Regions from separate parts of the Mus musculus genome. Here regions 2, 3, 4 and 5 are each linked to region 1. The links are chromatin contacts, called in public ChIA-PET, HiChIP or PLAC-seq and promoter capture Hi-C maps. All regions are on one chromosome and are shown on one strand. Each heading gives the region's core, a stretch centred on a gene start, on an enhancer-like site or on the middle of the called end of the contact. The rest is flanking DNA. Distances are from core to core; before and after follow the strand shown.

Region 1 (2,710 bases), core at 131-2,630:
ATGGGCGATCTCCAGAGACAATATATGCAGACAGTATATGCAAGCACAGCTTGGGGAAGAGATGCTGGCTGGAGACATTGGGCACCATCAGCATAGAGGTGGGAGGAGAGGAATAGGTCATCTTCAGAGTGTAGTGTAAGCTGAGAACCTGTGTAGGAAGAGAGGAGAATTTGCAGGCGTCTTACTTCTTGTCTGGGAAGAGGAGTAAGCCAGTTAGAGAAAACCAGGAATGTAAAGGGGAGGGAGGAGAGAAGGCCCAGAGGAAGACGATGGAGGTTGAAGGTAATTGGGTTGGGGGTGGGGGGTGGGCAGGGTCAGGGTGGCATTGAACATTGTGGTGCAGTGGACCCATTGAAGAGATGAGCTTGAAGGCCCCATATAGCGGATAGAGGTGCAGGCATTGGAATAAGGATGTAATTGTCAAGTAATTTGGCTATGGGGTGGAGAGAAGGCTCAGCAATTTAGGAGCACTTGATTCTCTTCCAGGGTTTCTAGCATTCACACCCAGCAGCTCACAACAGCCTATAACTGGTGGTGACGTTCAGATAGCTGTGCGGCTACAGCTCATCTTTATGTTGAAATATTATGTATCAGTAGGTAGTAAGTAATGAGTAGCTGCAACAGCAGGAAAAACACTTGGAACTCAAGATCCCCACAGCCTTGGGTAAAGGGTCGGTCCACCGCACCTGCGACTCCGCAGTGCCACCTGCTGGTCAAGATGCGTCATGGCTGCGCAGAGGAAACCCTGACGTCGCGCGACGTTCGATGGAGCTGGGCTGTGGTGCACCCCTTTAACCCCAGCTTTTCAGGCTGAGACAAGAGGATTGCTGTGAACAGATAGGCTATCCTGGGCTAAATAACAAGACCTTATCTCATACCACAAATAAAAATTATCTTAGAGCTATTGCGTTGCTGCTGTTTTGAAACCGTTTAGCTTCGTTCTTCTACTCGTAGCAGATTTCAATGGTTGGAAAAAGTCATTTATTTATTTATTTATTTATTTATTTATTTATTTATTTATTTATTTATTTATTTATTTATTTGGTTTTATTTTTTGAGACAGGGTTTCTCTGTGTAGCCCTGGCTGTCTTGGAATTCACTCTGTAGACCAGGCTGGCCTCGAACTCAGACACCAACCTGCCTGCCTAGTGCCGAGTGTTAGGATTAAAGGTGTGTGCCACCACGGCCAGCTCGAGATAATTTCTAATACCATCTGACAGTCCATTCTTTGGGTGAAATGGTCCCCCATAGGTTCAAGTGTTTGAACGGTCGGTCCCCAGCTGCTAGCGGTTTTTGGGGAACCTTTAAGAAGGTGGAGCCTTGATAGCGGAAGTCCCACCCAACGGGTGAAGAAGACGGATGTGTTTCGCCCGTGGGCTTGGCTTTGCGTCTAGTCCGGCGTCGCAGACCGGTTTCGCCATGTCTCTTCCTCAAACGGTAAGCCCACGAAAACCTTTTAAAGTCGCTGTTTGTTTGTTTTGGTCAGAAATGTCGGTTATCAAATCTAGAAAAGCGTACAATCGTCAAGCCTTCGCAACTTGAAGCGCCTACTATAGTATTTTTCATTTTAATTTTCTCGGCTCAACTAAGCTTACTTAGTAGATTTATTCATTCATTTCAGGACAGGTTTTCTCTGTGTAGCCCTGACTTTCCTGGAGCTCGATCTGTTGACTAGGCTGGCCTCGAACCCAGATCTATCTGCCTAGGCCTACGGAGTGCTGGAAATAAAGACCTGCACCACCATGCCCGGCCCTCATTAGATTTTAATTTCCCCAGCTTTATTTATTTAGGTGTAAGTGACAAAAATTGCACACGTTTGAAATATATAACGTGGTGTGTTAAAACACATTGTTTAGGGCCGCGGAGGTTGCTTAATCGGTAAAGAGCTTGCTTTGTAGCACAGGACCTCCGAGGTTGATCATCGGAAATCGCTTTAAAAATGTGAGCGTGGTGGCTTGTTATGAAAACCCAGCTGGGAGGAAGACAGGCCGATCCCCGGGACTACTCGGGACTACTCGGTGAACCGCAGTAGCCTAAGTAGTGAGTCTTAGAGGAAAAAAAAATGGAGGCTGTGTTAGGAAAGATACAGTTGTCCTCTGGTCTCCACTCTTCACACCTTATAAAGGGAATGGTGGTAGGCACGGTGTCTCACTCCTTTAATGCCAGCATTCAGGAGGTGGATTTCTGTGAGGTCAGGATGAATGAGCCATGGAAGAGATTAAGCCAGTTACTCAGAGAACTCGATATTGGTTTTTTTTTTTTTTGGAGGGGGGGGGACTGGGGGGGGGGCGGTCTTGCTATGTAGTAGGGTCTGGCCTGGACTCTGTCTGCCTTTGCCTATTGAACGCTAGGATTAAAGGCATTCGCCACCATGTCTGGTTGAAATGAAGTTCTTGATGTGTTAGAAGTCTAATAAGCAGGGCTGGAGAGAGGGCTCAGCAGGTAAGAGCACCGGCTGCTCTTCCAGAGGACCCAGGTTCAGTGTCCAGCACTGGTGGCTGCATGCAGGCAAAAATATTCATACATTGGATCCTGGGTGGTCACAGGAAACATTGTTTAATGAAAGTTGCTAGCCCAGATCACATTCTTGCTGAGTTGAAATTTGGTGCTGGTAGTTCATAGCATGTCCGTACACAGCAGGGAAAATACAGATGGTATTATCCGCCCGAGAAGATTGCTCAGACATGGGTTTAAGCCACTAGAAAGTCTT
Region 2 (2,700 bases), core at 141-2,640, 260 kb before region 1:
CTCAGCCCCATAGAAGCACAAAACAAAACTGGACGTCTTCTTTCCCTCAGTCCTCTTCTTGACATAAACATCTTGACAGATGTCATTATTTGTCCACGTATGACCAGAAGAGGCTTGGCTGACACTCGGAAGTCAACTCTACCCCTTTTTAGACTCCCATAAGATAGCCAGCTATTTCCCCAGGATAAGGCACATTGCCCTTTTCACTCAACTCAAGATTTAGTAGAGAGAAGTTCACAGCAAAGAAAGGAACGATTTGGGCTGGAGAGATGGCTCAGTGGTTAAGAGCACTGACTGCTCTTCTGAAGGTCCCGAGTTCAAATCCCAGCAACCACATGGTGGCTTACAACCATCCATAATGAGATCTGACACCCTCTTCTGGTGTGTCTGAAGACAGCTACAGTATACTTAGATATAATAATAAATAAGTCTTTAAAGAAAAAAAAAAGAAAGGAACGATTTAGCACAGATTAGTGACCTGCTTATGCTTGGGGCATTGGAGTAGAAGCTAAGTATTCTTAAGGCAACTTAAGCACTATTTAAATAGCTCCTGAGGGTCATCCAGATGTCTTGGGTAAAGGTACTTGCCACCATGCCTGATAATCTGAATTCAGTCCCTGGCAGCCACATGGTAAAAGTGAGAGCTCACTAGTCCATTCACCTCCACACACACAAAATGAAATAAATGGGGAAAAAATGTGATTTTTAAAAAAGGACTGTTGGGCCGGGCAGTGATGGCGCTCACCTTTAATCCCAGCACTTGGGAGGCAGAGGCAGGTGAATTTCTGAGTTCAAGGCCAGCCTGGTCTACAGAGTGAGTTCCAGGACAGCCAAGGCTACACAGAGAAACCCTGTCTCGAAACTCCCCCCCCCCCAAAAAAAAGGACTGTTGGTATCAGTGATAGACCCTCTTCCCTTTACATAAATTGTTGGGGCAGGGTGATTTGACTCCCTGCATGACAGCTGTTGGATCCTTCCCAGGTGTCTCCTTACCTTAACTGACAGACTGTCAACCAGCAGCCAGCCAAACTGCCTTTTGTTGACCATACCCAACTTTCAACTCAGTTCTTAGGTTGGTGAGGAGATGCAGCAGAAGCAGAGACAGTGAGGCAGCAGCCACTGCTGCAGCAGCTAGGGATGAGTCGCATTAATGAGGGGCTGGGGGGCCATGGAAGGAAAGAGGAAGTGGGAGAGAGGAAGGAGCTGAGGCTGAAGGTAGACGGACGGTGAAGAACCAGAGAACCCTGTGGGCCTCTGTCACTGGAAGTGTTCCAGGAGCTGACAAGCTTAAAGGATGGAGGATCCCAGCACCAAGGCCCAGGGATTATAAATACTTGCTGCTGTTGAGGTCTGAGTCCCAGTACTCAGCCCAAGAACAGCGATACCAGCCACCAGAGCTACAGCTCCCCCTCCTGGCCAGCTGAGGTCCCAGCGTCTGATCCTGCTTTCAAGAGTTGCAGCACCAAGCTGGGCAGGAGTGGAGCACACCTTTAATCCCAGCACTCTGGAGGCAGAAGCAGGAGGACCTTTTGGATTTGAGGCCAGCCTGGTCTACAGAGTGCGTCCCAAGACAGCCCGGGCTACCAGAGAAACTCTGTATCCGGAAACAGCAACACAGTTGCAGCATCCGCAGCGGCAGCTGGAAGCAGAGGATTGTGAAAGCGGCCAGGCATTAGAGGTTACAGCACAGAGCTGCAAGCCGCTGGCCCAAGGCTTTGGCGCCACAGGTTCTGGCATCTAGAGCCTGGAGCAATAGGCCCTGAGCCTTAGGCACCCAACAGCTGGGACTGCCAGTTCTGGAAGAGCTTACTGCCTACCAATAATTCCTAGCTCAGTAGAGCCCAAGGGCACCAGTCAGCTTACTGAAAAACAATTAAATAGCTTGTCTTTCATCTTCCTCCTGGGGGCTTTTTATACTTGAAGAGTGAGGGTTTGTTTTCAAATCAGTGAGCCTCACAGAAGGCTTGTAATTAAATTTTAAAAGCTTTAGGTGTTTAGAGAGATGGCTCAGAGGTTAAGAGCCTATGCTGTTCTTCCAGAGTATGCAAGGACAGTTCCCAGCACCCATGTCTGATGGCTCACAGTCACCTGTAACTCCAGCTTTAGGGGAACTGACACCTTCTTTAGGGCACGGGCCACAGCTCAAGTGTGGAAATCAGAGGACAATGTCAGGAGTCAATTCTCTCCTCCCACCACGTGGTTTTGGGGGACTGAACTCAGATTGTCAAGTTTGGTGGCAAGTGCCTTTTTTTGCTGTCCCCTCGTTGGCCCCTAACAATGTCTTGTAGCAATGGGTCCAGATTTGGTTAGCCAGGAATTTGCTGTATAGACCAGGCTGCCCTGTCTCTTTCTCCCAAGTGCTAGGGTCAAGGATGAATGTACGCTACCACCCCAGGCTCTCCAGCCCCATTAATTTTACTTTTAAACTATTTTTATTGTTTTAATTATGTGTATGCGACTGTGTGTATGTGTATGCATGTGAGTGCAGGTGCTTGTGGAGGCCAGAGACATCAAAGACCCCTAGAGCTGGAGTTATAGACGATTGTGAGGTGCTGGATACCAGCATGCTAGGAACCAAAGCCGAGTCCTCTGAAAGAGCAGTACATGCTCTTAATCACCGAGTCAGCTCTCCAATCCCCTCTTACTTTTTATTTTGAGAGAGAGTCTGCTGGACACAAATTAGCTCAAACTCAATAAGGC
Region 3 (2,700 bases), core at 184-2,683, 320 kb before region 1:
ACGTTGCTAATTTCTGTTTACTTGGTTGCTCCATCTCTTGACCTACGGTTGACATTAGCCCTTGGCTAAAAAAAAGGTGTGTGCTTAGGGCTGAGCCACAATAACAAGGTTTTTCTGGTTCATAATCTTGGAGTTCACTATGTGATCAAATACCCTGCAACCTCTGTCTCTCAAACGTCTCATGCCATCTCCCACGTCCTTAGCAGTCCCACTGTCCCCACAACCTCTTTCTGGTTTGGACTGACACACTTTGGAGTAATGTCTAACACCCTGGTACTCACGCTGGGCTAATAAGCCTCTCCCCGTGCTAACTAATTTCAGTCTGCAGGCCCCATTACATTCTCCAAACATCCCCTTTGCTCTGAAGGCTCCTCACCTGAAGACAGCCAGACAAGTGGCAGGGTGCCCATACAATCGGTCCAGCACCCCAGGGCTCAGGCCTCCTAAGAACTCCTGGAGATTCCTGCATTGTAGGTGTGCTCGGTTCAGTCCACCCCTCGCCGGGGTGATCTCCATCACCTGAGAGGGACAAATGTCAGAACTCCCACATGACCCAGGCCTATATCACTGACTCCAGATCTATTAGGTTCACTTTCTGTACTTTCCTGTCTGATGCCACTTATCACCTATTCCTCCCAAACCCCTCGTGTCCTGCTTCTTTTCTTCATTATGCAGCTCACAATGGCCTTGAATTTGCTATGGAGCCAAGGATGGATTTGAACCCCTGATCCATCTGCCTTTACTTCCCAAGTGGCCACCAGGCTTTTCATCCCATATCTGCCCTTGAAGTTCAGCCTTTGTTCAGTCTCCAGGAGGTGGAATTAGTCTCATTTTTGTGTATGGTCCTGAGGATCAAATCCAGATCCTCACCGGTGTGGACTGAATTACTTATCGTTTCATACTTGCGAGTGTTTTGCATATCAATGACATCTCAAGTTCACCTAAGCATTGACAAAGATACTTATTTGAGCCCAGGCTTCTCTCTCTTGTCCACCCTCCTGGTCAGATCAGTCCAAATGGGTCAAATCCTTAGCTCTCATCTGGGGACACGGCTATAAACTGCCTCATGCTTACCAACCTAAATCCCTTTCTATCCCTTTCCCTCCAGCCAGCCTTACCCCTCTCACTGAGACCCACGCCTCTGAGCTCCTCACATCTCCCCGACTTTCCTTTCACTCCGCTTCTCGCTCAACTCTCTCCCTTACCCTTCTCAAACCCCCTCACCACTCGGCTCCCCCTCGCGCACCCCGGGTCACCAGCCGTCGCCTAATCAGTGCTAATGTCTCGCATTGGCTCCTGGAAATAAAGGATGAGAATTCTAAAAGGTGGGAGAACCACGAAGAACTTCACAGACAGGACCCAGTCAATAAGCAGTCCAAAGAGAAGGGAGAGCAGAGAAATGTGTCAAGAGTAAAGGGGGTTAGAATAGGCAATGCACTCGCCTGTCGCAAGGCATCTTGGGAATTGTAGTCCTCTTCTAGCCTACATTGGAGACTATGAGTCAGGCTCTGACTACAAATCCCTAAAGGCACCGCAAGAAGGCCGGCCGAGAAAAGGTGGCTTTTCATTGGGATTCCCTAGAAACATCCGAAGTCAGACCTTTTGATTCCGCGCCTCTCTCCCCTATACAGCAAGGTGAATCTCTTGTCAGATCAGGAGGAGGCAGCAAACCTGGAGGAGCTCCGGGGCCTCCTATCGGAGACGTACTAAAGCAGCTTAGTGGTGTTATGTTAGATGTAGAGACCTCAAACTGGGTTTCTTTCTTTCTTTCTTTCTTTCTTTCTTTCTTTCTTCCTTCTTCTTATTTTTTTTTTAGGTTTTTCGAGACAGGGTTTCTCTGTATAGCTCTGGCTGTCCTGGAACTCACTTTGTAGACCAGGCTAGCCTCGAACTCAGAACTCCGCCTGCCTCTGCCTCCCGAGTGCTGGGATTAAAGGCGTGCGCCACCACACCCGGCGACAAACTGGGTTTCTTGACCTCTGTTGTTCCTCACGAAACTGAGATAATGATCAGTGCAGAACATCTTCACATGACGTGGATCAACACAATTGCCCTCATTTGGAGCTCAATCAATCAAAATGTCTATGTGAAGTCAGATTCCCTGGAACTGGAATTACATACAGCAGTGAGCTGTTATGTTAGTGCTAGGAATTGAACTTGGGCCCTTTGGAAGGACAGCCATCTCTCCACCATCCTCCCACCTGCTCACTCAATCTTAATCTCTTCCAACTCCCTGGGGAGTTAGAAGATTACATTGCAATTTTTAAGAGAAAGCTATCATTTGCCCTGATTTGATTTATGAATTTATCCTAGGCAAGACAAGGGAAAGGGAAAATGACATCAACTAAGGTCATCTGTAGGGTCTCCAATTCTTATGGGGGCAAATTCTGTTATTCTTACATCACAGGCTATCAAGCTCAACAAGAATAAGAGATCTGAGCCGGGTGTGGTGGCGCACGCCTTTAATCCCAGCACTTGGGAGGCAGAGGCAGGCAGATTTCTGACTTCCAGGCCAGCCTGGTCTACAAAGTGAGTTCCAGGACAGCCAGGACTATACGGAGAAACCCTGTCTCGAAAAAAACCAAAAACAAACAAACAAACAAACAAACAAACAAAAACAGAATAAGAGATCTGCACAAGAAAGTCCCAGTACCGAGATGAGAAACACATTTACCAAGGGCAAAAATGGTAAGGCCATGT
Region 4 (2,709 bases), core at 28-2,527, 460 kb before region 1:
AAGGGCTTTGGGATGGACTGGAGAGATGGCTAAGTGGTCCTAAGCACTGGCTGCTCTTCCGGAGGATCTAGATTAAAATCTTAACAACCACATGGAGTCGAACAACTGTTTATAACTCCAGTTCTGGTGGATTCAATGCCTTCTGACCTCCCTGTGCATCACTTGTATGTAAAACACTCACATTTTCTTTTTCTTTTCTTTTCTTTTTTTTTTTTTTTTTTTTTTTTTGGTTTTTAAGACAGGGTTTCTCTGTGTAGCCCTGGCTGTCCTGGACCTCACTCTGTAGACCAGAAAGAAAGGAAAGAAGAAAAAAAATCTGTGTGTGAGAGGAGGGAGGAAGAGTAACAATGGGTTAAAACCTTGGGAGCCTGAGGGAGATGGTCCAGGATCAAGATGGATGCTCTGGGGCCAGGGCTATCAAGTGGAAACCAAGTTTCCCTGATCAGCCATAAGTAGAATCCCAAACCGACCAGGTGGGGACAGATGTGTGGGGATTGGAGCTGTAGTCCAGACACTCTCAAGCCTTCTGAAGCAATCTCTCTTGGTGGTGGTGGTGGTGGTGGTGGGTGTGTCTTAAGGACCCTGATGCTCAGGGCCATCCTGAAGAAGGAAGATTTCTAGGGTTACAAGGGCAGGGGTGGGGGAGGGGAGCTCTTCCTGAGTCTTTGGTGTTGATGCAGTCACCTCTGCATGGGGTCAGGAACCAGGATATCCTGGCTTCCCGCGTCACCCAGGTGGCTCCCCCTGGAATTCCTTAGATGTCACTGCCTGGGAAGTTCCCAGTGACTGACTGAGGTGACATGCCAGAGAGCATGGTCCAGAGGGGAGTGGGGGGACGGAGCTCCGAGGCTGAGATGCCAGTCTAGAGGGTGCTTTCTGACCCAGGCGTCCCGCCTCTGCCTCTAATTACCAAGCTTCCCCACGCGAGGTTTGCCCCCATTTTGTGGCTTCCAATAACTATCACGGATGAAAGGTAGCCTTCCTTGTGATTATAAAGATGACAGGTGGGTCCTGATTCCTGCCGGGTGTGGATGGAGGAGGTGTGAAAACAAGGGTGGAGCCTCCTGGGGTCTGGGTCACTGATAGACCCGGCTGCCCCCGGCCCCCGGGACTGGGGGACAGAAAAGAGGGATGCTTACTGGCAGGTTCTTTGTAAACGGGTTTGACCAGTTAGGCTCTGGTAGGGATTCCTTAGGGTGCTGAGCTGGCCCCTCCCCACAGACTGGCCACCCCCTCTACCTCCTCTGCTATAAAGCCTCTTAGGTTCTCAAGCACCTAGACTCGGAGCACCCCGCCTTGGGGGCCAGTAGACAGCCATGATGCTCACCTGGAAGCTGCTAGGCCTGCTGGTCCTTTGCCTGTGTGCAGGAGGTGAGTCGTCAGAATAGGCCAGGAGCACAGCTGGGGTGATGGAGATGGTCGAAATGACCCACCCTTAGGGAGGGGACGCCCCCAGGAGGAAAGGAGTAAGAGGAACGCAGAGCAGAAGGGATTCTTGGAGTGTCCTTAGTGGGGAAGCTCAGGGGATTGCAGGCAGGGGCACCTTGATTCTGAATATGTTGCTGGGTCAGGTGGAGGGATGCGATAGAGTTGTGTGGAGTCACCAGGCCTAGGGAGTCACTGGGACTGAGGGCTGGTTATTACAGAGATGGCGCCTGAGTGACAGGTGGGGCCAAGACCACTTCCAGTGCAGACCACCCTGGGGGAGGTTCCAGTGGAGTATCCCAACCAAGGTTGAACAGAGAACCATTTGGAAGTATGATCGTGTCAGTGGTCCGGATGAGCCTAGGGCTTTCACACCGTGTGAAGATGGCCTCAGTGTTTGGGAAATGTATGGAGAGCACTTTGGGGGTCACTCTGAGATCTGTTTTGGGGCTCAGGCTGTGCTAGTCTAAGTGAGGCTCAACCTTTGGGTATGAAGCTGGGTGGGAAGTGTTCTGCGACTGTATCTCTTATTCTCCTTCCTCCTCTACAGGCATTTCAGGCAATGGCGACCCTTCTCCCGGATCTACAGACACCCACGAAGAGGAGGACTCCCCACCATTGCCTCTGGGACCCCCAATCCCTGGTGATCCCTGGCCTGGGGCGCCTCCTTTGTTTGATGAACCTCCGCCTCCAGGCTCCAACCGTCCCTGGAGAGATCTTCCTGACAGTGGTGCCTGGCCCCCAAAGCCCCCAAGCACTGATCCCCCTAAACCTCCTCTGCCTGATGACCCCTGGCCAGCAGGAACCCAGCCCCCAGAAAACCCCTGGCCTCCTGCCCCTGAGATGGACCATGAATCTCAGGAGGAGCCAGACCTTGACCCACCCCAGGAAGAGTATAGATAGGGGACCCTAGGGAACGTGAGCCTCCACAGAGCACACCAAAGCCCACCTTTTTCATTGGCTGCCCGCTTAGAATCTCAATTTTCCCTAATCCCTTAGTTCCCTTCCTCAGTCTCTGTTTGAATTGTGTTCTATGTTGGAAGTGTCTATGCTCTGCAACCCCCCCTCCCTCCACTTTGTGGTCCCTGTTCAGTCATTATGTTGTCCCTTCGCTTCTCTTGATCAGCAGAAAGCACACTCCTACCTCACTCAGCCTGTTCTTGCTTGTCTAGACCTGGACTTCTAGGCAGAGCCTGAGCTCTGTGCTCTCTGCTGCCCCCTGGTTTTCTTAGCTGGGAACTGACAGTCGATCAGGATGGTGCTTCCAATGGAAAAATAAAAGCC
Region 5 (2,746 bases), core at 166-2,665, 280 kb after region 1:
GTACATTCTAAACATTCAGTGGTGACTGCAGTCTTTCAACGTCACTACTGATAACTAACTCCTTAGATAGTCAGTGATTAGGAAGGAAATTAGCCAGGTATGGTTAATACTAGGTAGGTAGCGCATGTACCGAGGAGGCAAAGGCAGGAGCCTCAGGAACTCGAGGCCAGCCTAAATTAAATATAACCAATAAATAGTTATTGGTCTCAATAAATGAATAAGTGTATGGAAAGAGACAACCAAAGCTCTCCATTCTTAAGATGTCAATACATAAGTAAGCTAATTTATCTGGTCCCATAACCCCCTACTTTCCTTCTGTCCCAAAAGGGGCCCCCCAAAAAGGAAGGAAATTTGATAGGTCTACCCATCGACAGAAAAGTGCCCATGTAATGAATTGGGGCAACAATGATTATTTCTGTATACTGGTGGTACAAATGGAAGGATTTTAAGTAGGAGTTGGTAACTTATCCTCTTTTAATGGAGAAAAGAATTGATCCAGATAAGTACAGTTGGATGATTTCTTTCTTCTCTGCCCATTAGAATCCAGTTTTGACTAGTGACTTAGCCTCCTCCTCCTCAATCCTACAGATAAGTGGCATCCTCACCTAAAACTGAACCATATTCACACTTGAGAGACCTGCATGTATCTAATTAGCAAATAGATGGTATGAGAGAGAAACGGGCTCAAGGATAGTGAAGAACGGAGAGGATTTGGAGCTGGGGGTGGTGTGGTGGTGGTGTAGAGGGCAGCCATAATATGGCCTTGTGCTCCTCTGGCTTGATCCTTCCTCCCACTCTCCATTACTCGATCTCAGTGTAAGTAATCGCGTCAGAGACGTCCACGTTTTGCCTTTAATCACTATTGGGTACCACCTCAGGAGCCTCTTTCAAGCACTGGCCACAACTCTGTCCCACCCGTTCTCCATCTTCTCCAGCCATATCGGGAGCATGAGGACCAGAGTGAGGGAGCATACGTCGTGCTTGGCAGGGAGGAACGGATGCGTGTCTAAGTGAGGGAGAGGTGTGACGTGAAGGTGGGATGCCCGCTGCCATGTCGCAGCCCAGACCCGCGATGACTGCGTCAGTTTCACCCGGGGAGACCAAAGGCAGCGGGACAGGGGAACGGCGGGGTAGCCAAGCAACGCCGGACGCGCTGACGTCGCCGGGGCGGCAAACGTCCTCCGGGCCCGAGGCGGGCGGAGGCAGCTGTGGTTGCGCGCCGGCCGGCTGACGTACTCGCCGGGCGTAGGGCCGCGGCGAGAGGAGCCCGCTCGCTGGAGCCGGCTGCGGGACCCTTGTGGCGGCGGCGCAGCACCTACCTTCCCGGCTCCGGGTCCCGGAGTGCCGGGCGCGGAGCCGCCGGAGCACTGCCTCCCTCCTTCCTCCTCCCCTCACCCCCGCCCCGCGGCGCGACACACAATACTCGCCGGAAGCGGAAGCCGCGCTGCGGCGATGGAAGACAGCTGCGCGGCGCCGAGCCGCCGTGCCAGGGCCTAGTCGGGCCCGCGGCGGGTGGCGGGCGGAGAGCCGGAGGCGAGGGCCTGCGCGGCTAGTTTACCGGGCGAGAGGGAACCCGCCGCTTCCCGTGGCTGAGGTGCTGGCGCCCAGGTGACCAGAGCGGTCCCCCGGAGACTGAGGGCCGCGCATGCGCGTGGCGAGACGCCGAACCCCATGGCGGGCAGCGCGCCGTGGCTGGGCTGGCAGAGCTGCGCGGTCAGCGAGCCCGCAGAGGCTCAAGCTGGTCCTCGGTGGGGCTGGGAACCGCAGAGGCCTGGGCGGCTACGGGTTGTGGGCGTTGGGCCACACTTTCCCGGTCTCCGGGTCAATTCTGGGGGAGGGTTGCTGTTTAAGGCGGCGGTGTATTACGTGGCCGACCTGAGAGTCTATGCTGGCACGTCACTTCCGACTGGCTGAGGTTTGGCAATTTAACCGGCAAGCTGTAGTAGGTGAGTTATCTTGGCTGCAGACCGAGGTGCGTCTTTTCCCCTCCTCCGGTTGGGTGATGTATTAGCCAGGGGTTCTCTAGAGCTACAGAACCTAGTGAATGTTTCTCTCTCTATAATTAATCGTGATGACTTACAGGCTAACCCAACAATGGGCAGCTGTGGATGGGAAGTCCAAGAATCTAGTAGTTGCGCAGTCCCACGTGGCTAGTTCTTTCAGCTGGTCTTCTGTAGAAGTAGGTTCCGACAGATGTGCTGGCAAGTAAGTGCAAGCCCGTGAAGAAGAGAATCTTCCTTCTTCCTATGTCCTTATGTAGACTTCCAGCAGAAGGCGTGGCCCAGATTAAGGTGTGCACCACCTTGTTTGGATTTGGGACTTGCTTTCTCCCGGGCTGACTTTGAACTCAGAGAACTCCTTGCCCCAGTCTGGGATTGAAGTCGTGTACTGCCTTGCCTGGTCCTAAACTTAATGGCCACTGTACCTCAAGATCTCCATGTCAAGATCCAGGTCAGAAACTTGTGTCTTCCAGCCTCAAGATCTGGATCACAGGTGAGCCCTCCAATTCTGGGTTGTAATTCCTTCCAGATAGTCAAGTTGACCACCAGGAGTAGCCACCACAGCTGACATTAGCGAAACGCTTTCCCTGGCTGGAGCTGGAGTGTAGAAAACCGGTCTAGTTCGGTGCTTTGCTGCCCCTGCATCTAGGATGCCAGGAGGACCAAATCCTGTGCTCAGGAAACACTGGGTGGGAACCAAAGCCTGCTTCTTTCTCTTTGAAGACCTTGCTTAAGTTTCTCTGGGA

The links. Promoter capture Hi-C pulls out the DNA fragments that hold promoters and counts their contacts. ChIA-PET counts read pairs in DNA pulled down with a chosen protein or histone mark. HiChIP or PLAC-seq counts read pairs in DNA pulled down with a chosen protein or histone mark.
Region 2: an RNA polymerase II ChIA-PET map of memory CD8 T cells shows a contact between it and region 1, with 69 read pairs. The contact joins the enhancer-like site here to the promoter of A930015D03Rik in region 1. A contact is called at or near these places in 4 of 39 promoter capture datasets (the C10 cell line, the HPC-7 cell line, cranial neural crest and 1 more), 2 of 15 datasets of contacts at CTCF or cohesin (both in embryonic stem cells), 14 of 484 Hi-C or Micro-C datasets (B cells, CD4 T cells, the G1E-ER4 cell line and 7 more) and 3 of 115 datasets of contacts at active chromatin or transcription factors (effector CD8 T cells, embryonic stem cells and memory CD8 T cells).
Region 3: an RNA polymerase II ChIA-PET map of memory CD8 T cells shows a contact between it and region 1, with 13 read pairs. The contact joins the promoter of Gtf2h4 here to the promoter of A930015D03Rik in region 1. A contact is called at or near these places in 1 of 484 Hi-C or Micro-C datasets (the G1E-ER4 cell line), 1 of 115 datasets of contacts at active chromatin or transcription factors (memory CD8 T cells) and 1 of 9 other capture datasets (liver).
Region 4: a contact with region 1 is called in a promoter capture Hi-C map of cranial neural crest. The contact joins the promoter of Psors1c2 here to the promoter of A930015D03Rik in region 1. A contact is called at or near these places in 1 of 39 promoter capture datasets (cranial neural crest) and 1 of 9 other capture datasets (adipose tissue).
Region 5: an H3K27ac HiChIP or PLAC-seq map of T-cell acute lymphoblastic leukemia shows a contact between it and region 1, with 3 times the contacts expected there. The contact joins the promoter of Trim39 here to the promoter of A930015D03Rik in region 1. A contact is called at or near these places in 9 of 39 promoter capture datasets (the C10 cell line, the HPC-7 cell line, cranial neural crest and 4 more), 2 of 15 datasets of contacts at CTCF or cohesin (the NIH/3T3 cell line and large pre-B cells), 17 of 484 Hi-C or Micro-C datasets (the 3T3-L1 cell line, CD4 T cells, the HL-1 cell line and 10 more), 10 of 115 datasets of contacts at active chromatin or transcription factors (the SCID.adh cell line, T-cell acute lymphoblastic leukemia, cardiomyocytes and 7 more) and 1 of 9 other capture datasets (adipose tissue).

Annotation. Positions count from the first base shown.
Region 1 is chr17:35,993,124-35,995,833 of GRCm38.p6, forward strand. A930015D03Rik (RIKEN cDNA A930015D03 gene) reads left to right here and starts at 1,381. Exons shown (of 2, transcript NR_015618.2): 1 at 1,381-1,437.
Region 2 is chr17:35,735,076-35,737,775 of GRCm38.p6, forward strand. No RefSeq gene overlaps it. Among named protein-coding and RNA genes, the nearest start is that of Gm4577, 32 kb to the left of the region's middle. Within about 2 kb of position 1,391, at least 49 of the 459 cell types and tissues checked have an H3K27ac peak or open chromatin away from gene starts, as enhancers often do. A contact at or near this core is called in the G1E-ER4 cell line and memory CD8 T cells, where this site is marked.
Region 3 is chr17:35,672,310-35,675,009 of GRCm38.p6, forward strand. Gtf2h4 (general transcription factor II H, polypeptide 4) reads right to left here and starts at 1,434. Exons shown (of 14, transcript NM_010364.4): 1 at 1,247-1,434; 2 at 377-519. The coding sequence starts at 516.
Region 4 is chr17:35,531,924-35,534,632 of GRCm38.p6, forward strand. Psors1c2 (psoriasis susceptibility 1 candidate 2 (human)) reads left to right here and starts at 1,278. Exons shown (of 2, transcript NM_020576.2): 1 at 1,278-1,371; 2 at 1,976-2,709. The coding sequence starts at 1,317. The coding sequence ends at 2,328.
Region 5 is chr17:36,270,018-36,272,763 of GRCm38.p6, forward strand. It overlaps Trim39 (tripartite motif-containing 39), which reads right to left and starts at 1,416. Exons shown (of 7, transcript NM_178281.1): 1 at 1,320-1,416.